Linked DNA regions of Gossypium arboreum: region 2 is linked to region 1. The links are chromatin contacts, called in public Hi-C maps. All regions are on one chromosome and are shown on one strand. The core of a region is the stretch at or near the end of the contact, and the rest is flanking DNA. Distances in the headings are between cores, read along the strand shown.

Region 1 (7,711 bases), core at 1,847-4,346:
TGGAAACGGGCGAAAACAATAACGAAAATGACATAGGGAGTGTTCTAAACCCTTTCTTTTTCATCATATTTGTTAATATTATTTTGCACATTGAGGGCAATATTTTTTAAGTAGGGGGAGACATTCCTTATTATTTCTGTTGTTTTATCTATCGTTTTTACTGTTGTGTTTATTGTTGCTCCTGCCTTGTACTTGTTTTTGCCCACATTTAGTTTTTTTTAGTATATATTATCCCTGTTCATACCCAAGATTTTGACCAGGAATTAGCCACTGTTTGGCCCACAAGCATGTTTCTTGTCTCCTAAGTTAGTTATGATTTTGCTATGTTGATTTCATCTACACTATTTTATTTCTATTAGGCTAAAATAATTATGATTAATGAAGTTAACCTCATCTTGCTTATAGTAAAATCGGTTAAGTCTAAATGCAAAGAGGACACTTAATGCTAATGTATGCTAAATTTATTTTCATGACTGTTAGGTAGTTGCCAAAACTTATTTTTGACACTTGATTGTTTTTTCTAGTCCTCCAAAATTAAATTTTTATTTCATTAGAAAGAAAAAAAAAGAAAAAAGGGGGATTATGTGGTTATGAGCAAAACTTACAACGTGGCTGACTGAATAACCGAAGTAGGGTGCTTGGGTTGTAATCCTACTTCGCGTAAAAAGGTTGTGTGATGTGTTAGGTAAAACTTTGCTAACTGGAATTAAAAAAAATTAAGAGTGCGTTGGGCTGAGCAACCGGGGTGGCGTGCTTCGGTTGTTATTCCATTTCGCGTTAAAAGGGCCAACACATTCTTAAACAAATAATAAATTACGAGTGTGTTGGGCTGAGTATCCGGGGTGGGGTGCTTGGGTTGTCATTCCACTTCGTGTCAAAAGGGCCAATACATAAAAAAAAAATCAACGAAAGAAAAAAGAGAATTAAATTTGGGGACTATGGGTGGAACAAATAGGATGTTTTGTTAAGTTTAGTAAATTACCTACCTTTCATGAAATAATCCAAGTCGATTTAATTTTTGTGTATTTAAGTTGGAGTACTTTTCAGTTTTACTTAAAGCAAGCTAAATGTTCTCTTTATTTTTATATGCATTATGCCTAATTTTTATAAAACTTTGGATTCATGGTAAAATCTAAATTACACAATGGAATAAGAACCATACTTGAGGACAAGCATGGGCTAAGTAGAGGGGAATATGATAATACTTTAAAATGACATACTTTTATGTGTTAATTACATATATATTTTGAGTACAATTCTATTAATTTGGACTGTTTATGGGTTTTTTTTATCTTGTAGGGACTAAATTGAAAGTAAAAGGAAATTTGGGGGAAAAAGCGTGAATTTAAAGATAAAACGGTTCAGCATACGAAATAGGGAAGAAGTTGTGCCGAAAATATAAACTGTAGAAGACTTAGGGCAAAATTTCAAAGAAGAGATTTATGAACATAAGACTTTGTTTAATTTTGAATTTTATTTTTAGGATTATTATATTGTTTAGATTTAATTTCAAATTATATCTCTTAAACATTATCATCTAGAGTTTAAATAGGAACAAACTAGGTTCTTTCATGTACTATAAGTAGGGGATAGAGTGGCATGAATATTCACTCATCACTTCTGTAAAAAACTCATTCCCCCTAAGGCTCTTAGCCTTTTTGTTTCCTTTTCAATAAAATTCCATTTCATTAAAACTTGTGTTTTTTTCCCAAAAAGCATAAGTAACTAAACTCATTTAGCCAAAGGTTATCAAGACTCCTCCAAAAGAGTTCATGAGGCTTAAAACCCGCACTTAGCCCTTCTCAACCAGTATTCATCATTTCTCCACATTACGGGACTGGCGTTTCCATCCATGTCCTTCTAAAAGTAATATTTTCATCTTGTGCAAAGACGACAGCTTTGTATGTTTTGGGAAGGTTGCACAATAAGTTCACTAACTTACTGTGTCAGAGGTTGTCGAGCCCAAGAGACAAAATGGCGTGAAATTCGCCATTGAGAAACGATGATCTAGTGTAAGATGGTCCCACAAAAGTGATGGTTGGCTAGAGTCAGGTTTCTCTAGATCGTAAGGCTATAACCTAAGTGGAGTTGGTGGTCGTAGGCGTCCTCTTCAACTATAATTGGCTTATTCAGTTATGAGAAGGATCACTTAAAAGCTTAGGATTGAACCGAAGGAGGATCAAGATAACCAGAAGCCAGAATCCCTCAATCAAAAACCCCTTTTTCTCAATTCTGTTTATTATCACAATTACGATTTCAATCTATTTAATTTCAACTCAATCATATTTTTAATTCTGTTTTATTTTATTTTTTCTAGGTCAGTTGTTTTTCTTGGGCACGACTGTGCCCGAGATTTTAAGAAACAAGGAGCTGTGGCGATCCATTCCTTGAGGATTTGACCCTACTCCCTTATTATTATTTCTTTTCGTTATTTAGAGATATGATATATTTGGTGCTTTTAACGACACACCGGTTTGATAAATACTTACGTGGAATATAATACTATCAATTCATACTCAGTCATATCCTAATTTAATACCACACATATCCATACTGATATATTATCACATAGACTACTTTGACGAATTTCATGACGTGATATATCAAAATATCATAATTCAAGATAATATTAACTCTAGTTCAAAATTTTTAAAAAATACAATATCCCACTTTTAATATTTACAAGTCATTATAACAGATACTCTTATTGACATACAAATACACATCATTTTTATGGAAAACTGTTAAAACTTAATCCTCGTAACCCAGATTATATAACCATATATTTATTACAAATATATTATATTTCAAATTATATTTGCCTTGTCCATCTATCCAATTTTTATTTATATATTTATCACTTTATTTACCGTACTTTTATGGTAAATAAAAATAATAATATTTTATAATCTTATATTTTAAAATATTTTAAAAAGATAATTTAGTGAGAAAAGTAAATAATTTTAAAATTAAATAAATAATAAAAATTAAATTAAATATTTAAAATTATAAAAATAAAAATACGACACTTTTCGCAAATCGCAATATAGAGTTATGCACCTTGTTGTATTGTATTTTAATATATATGATTAGAGGTAAACCCGTTTTTAATTAACTTTTATTGATTTTTCTCAATTTTTTCTTAGCGTTTTTAAGCCCTACCTTTTAAAATTTTAAGTGGCTTGGTCTGTAAAAGCCACTACTAACCCTTAAGCGGAAACAGTATCAGAGAGTTGAAGGGGAAAAGCTAGAGATATACACAATGGGCGGCAACGGCGAAGAGATCCTTATGTTGGAGGCACCGCCTGAAACTGCTCGGCCATGGGCCTCTGCTTCCACTGCCGAGACTTTGGACGCATTACCCTACATTGACGACGACTACGGGAACCCAATGGTCAAGGAAGAGGTTGATCGATTGGTCGAAGAAGAGATGCGAAAGAGTATCAAGAAGCCAGCTGACTTCCTCAAGGATTTACCCCCTCTTCCCTCCTTCAATTTTCAGGTTATTGTCCCCCCAATTTGGGCTTTTCTTTGGAATACTTGAGGTTTTTCTTTATTGAAGTTTTAAAAATCCATGTTTGGATCTCAGCATCACCCAATGATTGGCAAAGAATATGAGCGCGTCAGAGCGGGTAGGCCACCCGTGACCCTTGATTTTTCTTCACGGTATCAAGTTGAACCACCGCCCATGAATAAGAGAAACGATGAAACTGCTTGGAAACAGGCAGTTCAAAGATCTCAGCGCTCATTGCAACATCAAGTAATTAGGTCAGTTTCTTCTCTTAGTTATTTGAATAAGCAAGAAAGAATAGATTAGGATATTTTATGAAATTACCTTTTTTTGCTTTCATGATATTTTTGTTCCATGCTTCTGTGAATCATTAAGAAATTAATTACGTGCTTCTCTTCTATTTTACTGTGTTATTTCGTTAAGGATTCTAGTTTCATGGCAGTAGTTGCTTTTTATTCAAGTTGTGATGAATGAAAATCCCTCGTCAGTTAAATTTGGGGAAGTTTGGGGGCCATTCCACCTAAAATTTTACACTGTATACATATAACTTCTGATGCTGTTTGCATGCAATGTTAAGATTTTTGTCTTGTATATCTTTGCTTGGTTTCAGGTTGGAAAATTTGGAGTTGATGTTAAAATATGGCCCTGATGTTTGGAGACAGAACAACCAACGACTGGGAGGATTTTTGGCCAGGTTTTTCCCTAATAACTGCAACATTGATGTTATTTTCATGGCAAATTGAAAGTGGTTTTGCTTCTTGTTTGAATTGGTAGATTTAAGCTAAGAGACTTTTGGGAATATGTGACTTATGGCAGAAATGCACTCTTTCTGATATGATGGATATGGTGCTACCAGTTGTCATATATTGAAGTTCTCAATCTACAGGAAACAAATTTTAGTTGTTTTCCTTGGCTAAAGTGACAGCCTTAGGCTAGATTTGGCAAGCATGTCTAGCATAAAAGCCAACCTTGTTTGATTCCATAGGGCCTCAACAGGTTGGCGGTTTAGCATTTTTGTTGATTTCTACCTTTGCAGTCCAAAGTTTTGGACTTGTGGAGTAAGATAAAAAGTGTCTAAAAATATGATATGGATATGTAGGATAACTAAAAAGTATATTAGTACAATTTCTAATACGTCAAATTTATTATCTTTAGATACTTAAATTATTTTTAATAGTTAAACTCTTACACGTTAAACTCACAACCTGAAGTTGGACTTCATACGTCAAGAAAGATATAAAGAAGGTCCAGGTACAATTCTTTTGTCCTTTTTGGGTTAGGTTAAGATTAATTATTTACTTAAGGTAATGATTGTAGGCCTAAAAGTTTGAAGCCCAATTGCAATAGAAGAAAATCTTACTCTATCATACATTCCACCTAATTTTCTTCATTTTGATAGCGGGTGTAACTCTGTCTTGAAGATAGTGTACCCATTTTCTGTTTGTTTTCCTAAACTACCATGTTACCAGAGTAGAGAAGCACATCTTACATCGACAATTTGCACAACTACACTAGCAAGCAATCTTTTCATCTGATGTCTCTTCCTTAGCTTTGTTATATTCTGTGAGAAGAAGAGTCAATTTTTTCAGAGGAGTGTCTGATGCATATCTTGTGTCAGTACCTGTGTCATATCATATTGACATGAGTATGGTGCTTTTATGCGCCTTGGTGTAGGATCTAGTCACGGGTCTAGACGAGGAAGAATTCTTGCTTCGACCTATGGTTACTCAAAGAGGCAGATTCGTCCTTGATTTAAACCCCTCCAAAAATAACATTTCTTTTTTTATAGAATAATTGCTTACCACTTTATTTCATATTGGCAGCCTTTCATAGACTGTTAATAACAAAGGAAAGAGTCCTAATTGACATAAAATAGAATTCCTAACTTAGAGTTTATGAAGGAAATAAAAACCTAATATAATAGAGAAAATAAGTAAAACTAAAACTCTTAATAAAGCCTAATATAGTAAAGAAATTAAATAAAACTAAAACTGTTATTGCAATAAAAGCATCCACATCAGTACTCCCCCTCTCGGAGTTGAGTTTGTCCTCAAGCTCAAATTCAAAATAAGCTTCAAAACTTATCCAAATCTACCTTATCATCATCTTGCTTGCCTTCAACATCTCGTTCTTATATCCAAAATGACCTTTTACATTTGTGTCCCATGGAATAAGACTTGTCACATATATAACACAACCTTTTTGCCCTTTTTTCCGCTATTTTTTCCGTGTCAATTTCTTAATAAATGGTGCAGAAGAACCTATTTTGTTGTTGTTCCCTGTTGGTTCCATTGTTTGTCTCCCTCCTTTTGCAATGCTCTTAGTTGTTAAAATGTTTGAATTGCTGCTAATGTTTTGGGAAGTTGGCCAGTTTAGGATGGCTCGAGACGACAGTTTGGAAGAGACCTTTTGTTTACGTTCCAATGTGTGAGTCATATTCATTGCAACTCCAAGGTTTTCCGCTTGTTGCATCTCAATATCAATTCTAAGTTCCTCTACCAACCCGGCAGTAAAGAGATTTACTTGTTGTTAAGGTTTAAGATCAGTAGTCCTGGCCAATAGTGATTGAAATTGGTGTTGATATTCCTCTACAGTCCTAGTTTGTCTCAGGTTGGCCAATTTCTCCAAGGGATTATTACTCATAGGTGGCCCAAACCTCACATGACAACACCCTTTGAAGCGCCCCCAATCAAGATTTGCCTTCTCTTCTTCCATTTGATCAAACCACAATTGTGCCTCTCCTAAGAGATGGAATGAAGCTAAGCCTACTTTGTCTTCTTCGTTAGTCCGTTGATTGCCAAAAAAAATTCATATCTTTTCAGCCACCATAAAGGATCTCCAACACCATCATAAGTGGGAAATTCCTTCTTAGAGTATTGTGGCACCATGCACCCACCTTGTTGCGAGTCTAAATTCCTTTTTCTGGCTTTGCTGCTGCCCTGTTCCTCACTATGTGAATACCCTTTCGTTGTCTTTTGGACCAAAAGAGATAACACTGCCATTTGCTCCTCTAATGCTTGTTGCCTTGTAGCCATTAGTGCCATGAAAGCCTCCAGTTTGGCTGCCAAAGTCTTTTTGTCACCCATGATAGAAGGCTCCAATACCAAGTTGTTATGCAACTTGGCGTAGGATCTAGTCACGGGTCTAGACAAGGAAGAATTCTTGCTTCGACCTATGGTTACTCAAAGAGGCAGATTCATCCTTGACTAAACCCCCTCTGAAAATAACTCTTCTTTTTGATAGAATAATTGCTTACCTCTTTATTTCATATTGGTAGACTTTTATAGACTTTAATAACAAAGGAAAGAGTCCTAATTGACATAAAATAGAATTCCTAACTTAGAGTTTATGAAGCAAATAAAAACCTAATATAATAGAGAAATAGGTAAAACTTAAATTCTTAATAAAACCTGATATAATAAAGAAAATAAATAAAACTAAAACTCTTATTCCAATAAAAGCATCCACGTCAGGTGCCCAAAGTGGTTTAGTTGATGTTATGTGGACTGTACAGAAAAGAAAGTAAATTCAACTTTAAAAAGAGGATGATATTTGGTGTCACGTTTGGTACCCATTGTTTTAGTGAAGAGGTCTAGTTTGTATGCAGAAACAGCTTTTCCGTATATGGTAAACTGTTGCCTTTGGTTTTGTAACATGGAAATGGACTTGAGGATGTTGATGCACTGCTTATTTATTCAATTTTCCCCTTTTCTCTTTTCCATTTTTTTTTTTGTTGGGGGTGTGGGGGAGGTTCTGTGCTTGTTAATATGTGTTACTTTCCTTTCCATGATTCAATGTCAGTTTGTGTTAGGTAAGATTATCAACTTAGGAAGAAGAATGATCCCAGAAAATATGCTGATCATGGTAACTTATTTTGGCCATAGTATAAAGTCAAAAGTTCTTAGAGAACCATGGCTTATGTAGATAATGTATTAACTAAAGCATATATGGAGATAATAGAAAAAGGATAAAATGTTTTCCATGGGAAATATGTTTATGTTATGGTAACTGAAGTTGTACTTAGAGCTGAACTTTGGTGAGGTTGAAACTCTATAGTGCTAGCCTCTGAGTCTCTGATCATGCTATCTGCATATTTTGTTGTTTAAGTTCACATACTCACTATATTCTTTCTTTTTCTTCCCTTGTTACTCAGCAGGATGCAAAAACTAGCTCAACAGCAAAATGAGAAAATTGAAACTG
Region 2 (7,711 bases), core at 2,858-5,357, 330 kb before region 1:
CTATGGTAAGCAAAAGATCCTGAGCTCAAGGTTCGCAGCAAACATCCTTGGAAGATCACTCTTACTAATGGGATTGTGACACCCTAAGCCAGTCATCATAAGCAGCTTGACCCCCTTATCCCCTCATAGTACATGCCCAATTTGGCCACATGTATGACGAACGTTAGGCAACCTTTCCTACTTCACCATCATCTGCAATGACTGAAAAATATACGAAGTTTCCCCATCCAATATGCACTGTGACACGATGATTCAATCATATCCATTTTAGTGGCAAGCCTATATATCCGAATCCAAAACGCAACCCACTTGAGAGCATAATTAGATGTTTTAAGATGACCATCATAATCTTTCAACATAAGATTACTTGAATTTCAAACCACTGGGTCACATCCATAACCTTCGTCTCCAAACATAAATTAAATCAAATAATCATTCAGAATCAGAGTTTCCAAATCTTACGCTACTCTCATTCTGAATGACTCGTACAAGCAACTTACGCTTTCAAAATGGAAATATATTTCTGCTCACCAATACTTTATTATTATGCATAATTAAAATCCAATTAAATACCTGATAATTTTACACACGTAACATTAATAAAAAACCAAATCAAAATACTAGAAACTATACAACACATTTAAATACGATTAACACAATAAAAATTAAATTTTTGGCACACTTAGTAATCCGTGTTATGTTCATGTTTAATATACAAGTAAAACCATTAAACATGACATTTTAATTTAAGAAATTTAGCAACTTTAACAGTGAAACCAACAGAACAGCAAACTTCATAGGGAAATGTTGAAAACTAAAACCTTTAATAATGTCTGTGACCGTCATTGAAGCAAAGCAATGACTACCAGAGTAATACATTCAGCATTTTATTCAGTTGAATATAAGCATGGGTTTTCTCTATAAATTCAAAAATAAAATAAAACATCTACAAAAGACGAGACTATGGTCACCAGGAAGTCGAAACAGAAATAACTGTTGTATCACATTTCAAGATCAGCCAAACCAAACGTTCTTTCAACAGCTTTGCACCAAGAATCCACCTTCTTCTTCCTCCATTCTACACTTGATTTTGGGGAGAATATGGATGCAGTTTTGATATTTTGTCCCAAAGCAAAAAGCTCCTCTTCTTTCCACACTCCTACAGCCATTCCAGCAGCATATGCAGCTCCGAGAGCGGTTGTTTCTATGTCAGCTGGTCTGACCACAGAACTTCCCAGCAAGTCCGCCTGTGATCAGCCCCGGAAAGGACCAAAATTTTATCATCAGATGAGCGACTATGAATGGTTTAGACAAGATCTCAACAAGGAATAACAATCATTCAGCAGAAACATGAAAGGTGAAAATAAGGCACTAAACAAGCAGTCTCTTTGATTATATATATAGCATGGCAGTTGAGACTGTAAGAAAAACATTTTTAATTGCAAAACAGACCCGACTCTTCATTTTTCATCAAGTAACCATGTCCAACACATTTGCAAACATAGGTACAGGATTAAGCAAATGTAGGACACATACTTATATTGGATGCTAATATCTGAATTCGGGTAACATTGATCAGGTTTTACCAATAATTATACCCATGGAAATTATCTTCTATATGATTCACTATTTCTCTCTATCCATACATAAAAAGAGAAACAGTCCTATTTTACAAGGAATCCATTGCGCCAAATAAAGAAAGATTGGATAAACGTTCATATCGTAAGTTATTGAGCCAAAATAATATAAGTCATCAAGAACTCTTACGGTCAGGGCTATTTACACGCCAAACTGGAATGCTTATAAATTCGTTGACATCAAGAAAAAAAAGTGAGAAAACAGTTGATACCAATTAGAGCCTAACCTGAATTTGCATTAGGAGGTTGTTGACAGTGGCACCCCCATCCACCCTAAGCAAAAACTCTCCCTTTTCATTCTTGACCTCACCTTTCTCGCCTGCATCTTTGTGCATTGAATCCAATACATCTTTAACTTGAAAACACATGCTTTCAAGAACCGCACGAGCAATGTGAGACTTGCTTGTAAACCTTGTGATTCCAATGCAAATTCCACGAGCATCATCTCGCCACCATGGAGCGAACAAACCATTAAAGGCAGGAACAAAGTAAACCCCACCTGTGCAATCAACCTTTGATGCCAGGCTTTCTATCTCACTTGCAGAGGAAATTATCCCAAGACTGTCTCTTAGCCACTGAACTGCAGCTCCAGCAATAGCAATAGAGCCCTCTAAAGCATAGTTCGTCTGTGCTTTCGGACCAAGCTTGAATGCAAGCGTGGTTAGGAGGCCGTGGGTTGACTTAACAGGCGCAGTACCTGTGTTGAGCAGGATAAAGGCACCAGTTCCATAAGTGCATTTGGCCTCACCCCTACGGCAAGCTTGACCAACCATTGCAGCATGTTGATCACCAAGACATCCTGCAATCGGGACACCAAAAAGAGGCCACCCTTTGGCGATTTTACCAATGACCTCAGCATTACTTACAATTTTTGGCAGAATTTCAGCTGGTATTCCAAGAGTTTTCAACGTCTCTTTATCCCAATCGAGAGTTTTGAGATTCATGAGCATCGTCCGTGATGCATTAGAAACATCAGTGACATGTATCCCACCATTTACACCGCCAGTTAAGTTCCAGATTAACCATGTATCTATTGTTCCAAACAAGGCATCCCCTTTTTTAATAGCAGCTCTAACCTCTTCCTTGTTCTCCATCAACCATAGCAGCTTCACTGCACTAAAATATGTGCTTAAAGGCAAACCACATGATTCCACGAAGTGTGTTCTCCCTCCTGGCAGTTCTTTCTCCAATTTCCTAATATAAAGATCAACTCAAACTTCAAATATATGGAATTCAGACAATCAGTACACAGCAGTAAATGAAACTTCAAACAGTCTTTGGTTCGACTCTTCAATTTTCTTTTAAGTGTATGTATTCAACAGTGATATCTGACTCATACGATAGCTGGTACATGATATGATCCTCCAAGGAGTATCGAAATACATGGGAATCTTGGAAAAAGTTGAGCACATAAAGATGTTGAACACTCAACTGAGTCCTAATCAGAGTAATATAGAACTCAAACCAGGTTATGGAAAGCAAACTAGAGGAATTTATTGTAACAGAAAAGAAGGAATATACATCAACCCAATTCCGAGGATGAAAAATATTTCGTGCTCATGATGGGAACTCTTCAAAAATCAAGACCTTTGATACCCAATTCAAAAGAAAAAAAATCAAACAAAAAACTGAGCAACATTAAGGATGAGAAAATCGAGATGCAAATAAAACCATTATGTTTATTTATCCGGAAAAAGAAAAGAACGAGCAAACAAGTAACAAACAGGAAAAACAAAGGAAATGATTACCTGCAAATAGAGCTGGTACGAACATCCATCCAAACGATCGCGTTATAGAGAGGAGAACCAGTAGATTTGCTCCAAACAACAACTGTTTCTCTTTGATTTGTTAATCCAATTGCTTTCAGTCCACTGTCAACATTGTATCCATCAGCAGTAGCCTTGTCTAGTGCCTTCGTCATGCAAGATCGCACACTCTCCAATATCTCCATTGGATCATGTTCCACCCACCTAACAACCCCCAAAATTCCCCAAAAAATTTTGAAAAAGAAAAAGATAAGTCAATAATTAAATACCTCAAAATTTTCAATCTTCATGTCATATAAAATCATACCCAGATTTTATATTGGTGAAAAAAAGATAAAAGCAACGTGAAAGTTTGATTTGGAAAATTTTCGAAAGGAGTACCCGGCTTCAGGGTAGAACTGAGTGAACTCGACATGGTGGGAACCGATGATTCGAGCAGATTTGTCATAGATGAAGAACCGGGTGCTGGTGGTGCCTTGGTCGATTGAGGCTATGAAAGTTTGCTCCTTGGACATTTTCTTCTTCTGTGGGTTGTTGGTCTTCGATGAAGATATCAAAAAGAGTAAAACCAAAATGAAGCAAGAGGGTATGACTTTCATATATAGTGAAGGTCGTCGTTTCTTACTTTTTCTAGGATATCATTTCCTGTTTTCTCGGGAATCTCGCCAAAAGTTTATACAATATTTTTTATAAATGTGTAAATTAAAATAATAAAAGGTATCCAATGTAATTTATAATGTTTTTACAATCTCAATGACAAGTACGGGGCAAAATTAGCAAAATATGCTGATTTTATTTTTTAATTAGGTTTTTAGGTTTTGTTTATTTAGTTAAGAAAATAGTTCGATTTAGGAAAGAGAAATAGAAGGTGTGGCTAGCTAGATGTGTTTTTCACCAACGATAAAAAGTAACGACTTTTTAAACGTTGCTGCACTAAGGGTAAAAAAATTAATACCCCTAACGGTATATTTTTTATCTTATAAATACCCTCATGTTTTATTTTTTTCATTCACATCTTTCTTTTAACTCTCTTAACTTTCTCAATTTCTCTCAACTCTTTTGTTTTAAATTTTTGATATTTTTATTAAAAATATTATTTTTTAATTATTTCATTTTGAATCAACTTTTCACGAATAGACGCCTTTCTAATCCGCTTTGACGACAAGTATATTTCCACCGCCTAAGCAATAATAGTAAGACAAAATTTTAAATTATGTTAAATTTAAATTTTTTTTTAATTTGAATTTTTTATTATGTAAATAGGCGGATGATCGTGTTCCGAAAGGTTCATTCATAATATGGGAAAGCCTGCGATCACTGAAATTTGTGGCCACTTACAACAAGCTGGATTCTTGCATATGTCTCGCATGACCAAGGGTTGCAAACTCGATTTTACACTAATCAACACATTGGTGGAAAGATAGAGGCCCAAAACACACACTTTTCACCTTCCATGTGTTGAGTGTACAATCACACTTGAGGACACATCGCTACAACTGTAACACCCCGAACCCGAGACCATCGCCGGTGTCGGACACGAGGGGTTAGCAAGCCAAGTTCACTTGTTTTGCCCATCTATTGGACATTTCGGTCAGTGGAAAAACTGCGTCACTGTCGCCTTAAAAATCATATCTCGAGTTTCAAAACTCGGAAACTGGTTTCGTAAATTTTCCCTGAATTTAGACTCATATATCCATCCATGGATTTATTTCTAGAATTTTTGGTCGGGCCAATTGGTACATTTTATTAGTTAAATTCACCCATGTTACAGGGATCGACTGCTCTGACCTTCGCGCCGTATAACTTGAATATCTCTCTGTACAGGGCTTTAATGCTGGTGCCGTTTGTTTCTAATGAAACTAGACTCAAAATGGAATCTGTACATATAAGGTATGCCTCCTAATTCTTTCTGGATAATTTATAGTAAATTTTTAAAGTTGCGATAGGGAACCCAGAAACCGTTCTGGCCCTGTCTCACAATAGCTTTAATATCTCTTAACATGTAACTCCTATGACCATTTCGTTTCTTCCATATGAAAATAGACTCATCAATGTTCATTTACATAGCTGATTCACTATTTAATACCATTCCTACAAATTTTGGTGATTTTTCACATTCACGTTACTGCAGCTGGCAGCATCTGTTTTAAGGTAGGTCTTACCTATTTTGTAGTCTCCATGAACCAACTAGTCTTGCCTTACATAGGTCCACATATGATCATTTTAACCATGCCAATGGCTGATCATGTGACCAACATTCCCATTTCCAATTCATAGTCACATCATGACACCATATATATATATACAAACCGCAAATAGTTTAAGTTGATACTTCACTATTACGAGCCATTTTCGCATGGCCGTACACATATACATCATAACATATTTAAACCAACAAGGGGTAGTCCTATACATGCCATTTCAAGTTCAACCAAGAATTTATACCAAAATGGGGGCTTGATAGTGTGGATGACTTCGACTTCAACGATCCCGAATCCGATTGCTATCGAGCGAAATATAGAAAAGCGAGAGCCAAAGCAATGAGTAAGCATTTTTATGCTTAGTAAGTCTCAAGGAATATAATCAACTCTAATTACAGCAATACATTCACATAGTTAAATGCATCATTTCATTAATGCACATTCACATAATCATACTTACTTCACCATCCCAACTCTTATGTTCATACACAAATAACGGCTTCATTAAGGCCGATAACTCGTTCCATCATAGGAGCGGATATTCACACGCTCTTACTCCTAGCACGCAAAGCACACACCGCACTTACCTTGTCATTGGGAAATTTCACAAGTGCATTAGCTGAAATTTTCCAGCAAGCTTATAATTTTCAAATCACATACCTTGAGTTTAACCGGATGTCGCTACTCGATCAATCGCCTTGGGACATAGCCCGGTTATGGTAACCCGCACCAAGGCCTACGGACTTAACCCGGATATCACGATTTGCACAAATGCCTTGGTCTTAGCCGGATAGAATGACTCATACGAATGCCTTGGTCTTAGCCCGGATGTAGCCACTAGCACAATTGCCTTGGTCTTAACCCGGTTATAATTTCCAAGATAATTGTCTTGGGGCTTAGCCCGGATATCAATCAATTTCTCATGCACACATACATCAATAATCATTGGACATACATATTTATTTTCGTTACTAAGGCTCAAACACAATTATAATCACTAACATAATCGCCTTCGGGACTTAGCCCGGGTATCATTCGAATACTCATACACATAAATCAATAATCAATACATCCATATTTCATTCCACATAATTCAAGTAAGGTCACTTCTTGAGGACTTACCTCGGATGTTGTCGAACGGCTTTTACGGCTATTCGATCACTTTTTCCTTCCCCTTGTCCAATTGTGGCCCTCTTAGCTCTTGAGCTAATTCAAACAAATTCAATTTATCAAAACCTCATTGTGCTAGCTTATGGCGAATATGACAAGGAATTTAAATGGTCATATGGCCACCCTTTAGCTTGAATACACAATGGTCATGCACATTTTATACTACATCAAGCAATTCAATACAATTTATTCGAGCATCAAGGAAAAGCTAAGGCCTTCAATAGGCTACCCAAGGCGAATATACTTGTCCATGTTGAGGCCAATTATGCACTTAATACCACACAAAAAGCATGCATTTTACTAGTTAATGCTTTGCATATTGTAGCTCAAAACTTACAATATAGCATCAAGCACTCATATGTGTGCTAGTAGAATGTGCTTACAATTTCACAATTATTCTTCAACATCTTCTTCTTTAAACAAACTTATTCATCACTTCCTTCATAACCAAAACATCATGTGCAAACATATATATACATATATGAGCATGGCGAATTTCAAGGTGTCCATAGCCATCCAAAACACAAATTTTAACTAACATGCAAGAAGCATGAACCATGCTCATGAATGCATCATGGCGAATATGACAATCATGCTCCTTTTCAACTTCAATCATGATAAAACAAAAGAAAGCTCAAAATCTTACTCAAGAGTAGACAATCCATCATTGCATGCATCATCATCAAGCTTCACACTTAGCATGCAATGGCTTTATCACCATAACAACTTTGGCCAAATACCATTTCCATGGCTTAACAAAGATTTGAGCCATGGCTAACATGCACATCAAGTTAGCAACCAAAACATGCATGAAACTCCTAACACAACCTCATACATACCTTAATCTTGATGCAAACTTAGCCAAATCTCCTTCTAGATCTCTTCCAAACCAAGCATGAAGCAAAAATCCTCCTTCTTCCTTAGTTTTGGCTCAAAG

Evidence for each region. A called contact is a pair of places that touch in the nucleus more often than the background predicts.
Region 2: a Hi-C map of leaf shows a contact between it and region 1, with 6 times the contacts expected there. The contact joins the promoter of LOC108486443 here to the promoter of LOC108483919 in region 1. A contact is called at or near these places in 2 of 5 Hi-C or Micro-C datasets (both in leaf).

What each region holds. Positions count from the first base shown.
Region 1 is chr6:67,361,133-67,368,843 of ASM2569848v2, reverse strand. It overlaps LOC108483919 (pre-mRNA-splicing factor SPF27 homolog), which reads left to right and starts at 3,096. Exons shown (of 7, transcript XM_017787462.2): 1 at 3,096-3,502; 2 at 3,590-3,768; 3 at 4,122-4,205; 4 at 7,668-7,711. The coding sequence starts at 3,263.
Region 2 is chr6:67,691,389-67,699,099 of ASM2569848v2, reverse strand. LOC108486443 (glycerol kinase) reads right to left here and starts at 4,107. Exons shown (of 4, transcript XM_017790499.2): 1 at 3,785-4,107; 2 at 3,386-3,607; 3 at 1,865-2,831; 4 at 794-1,247. The coding sequence starts at 4,002. The coding sequence ends at 1,002.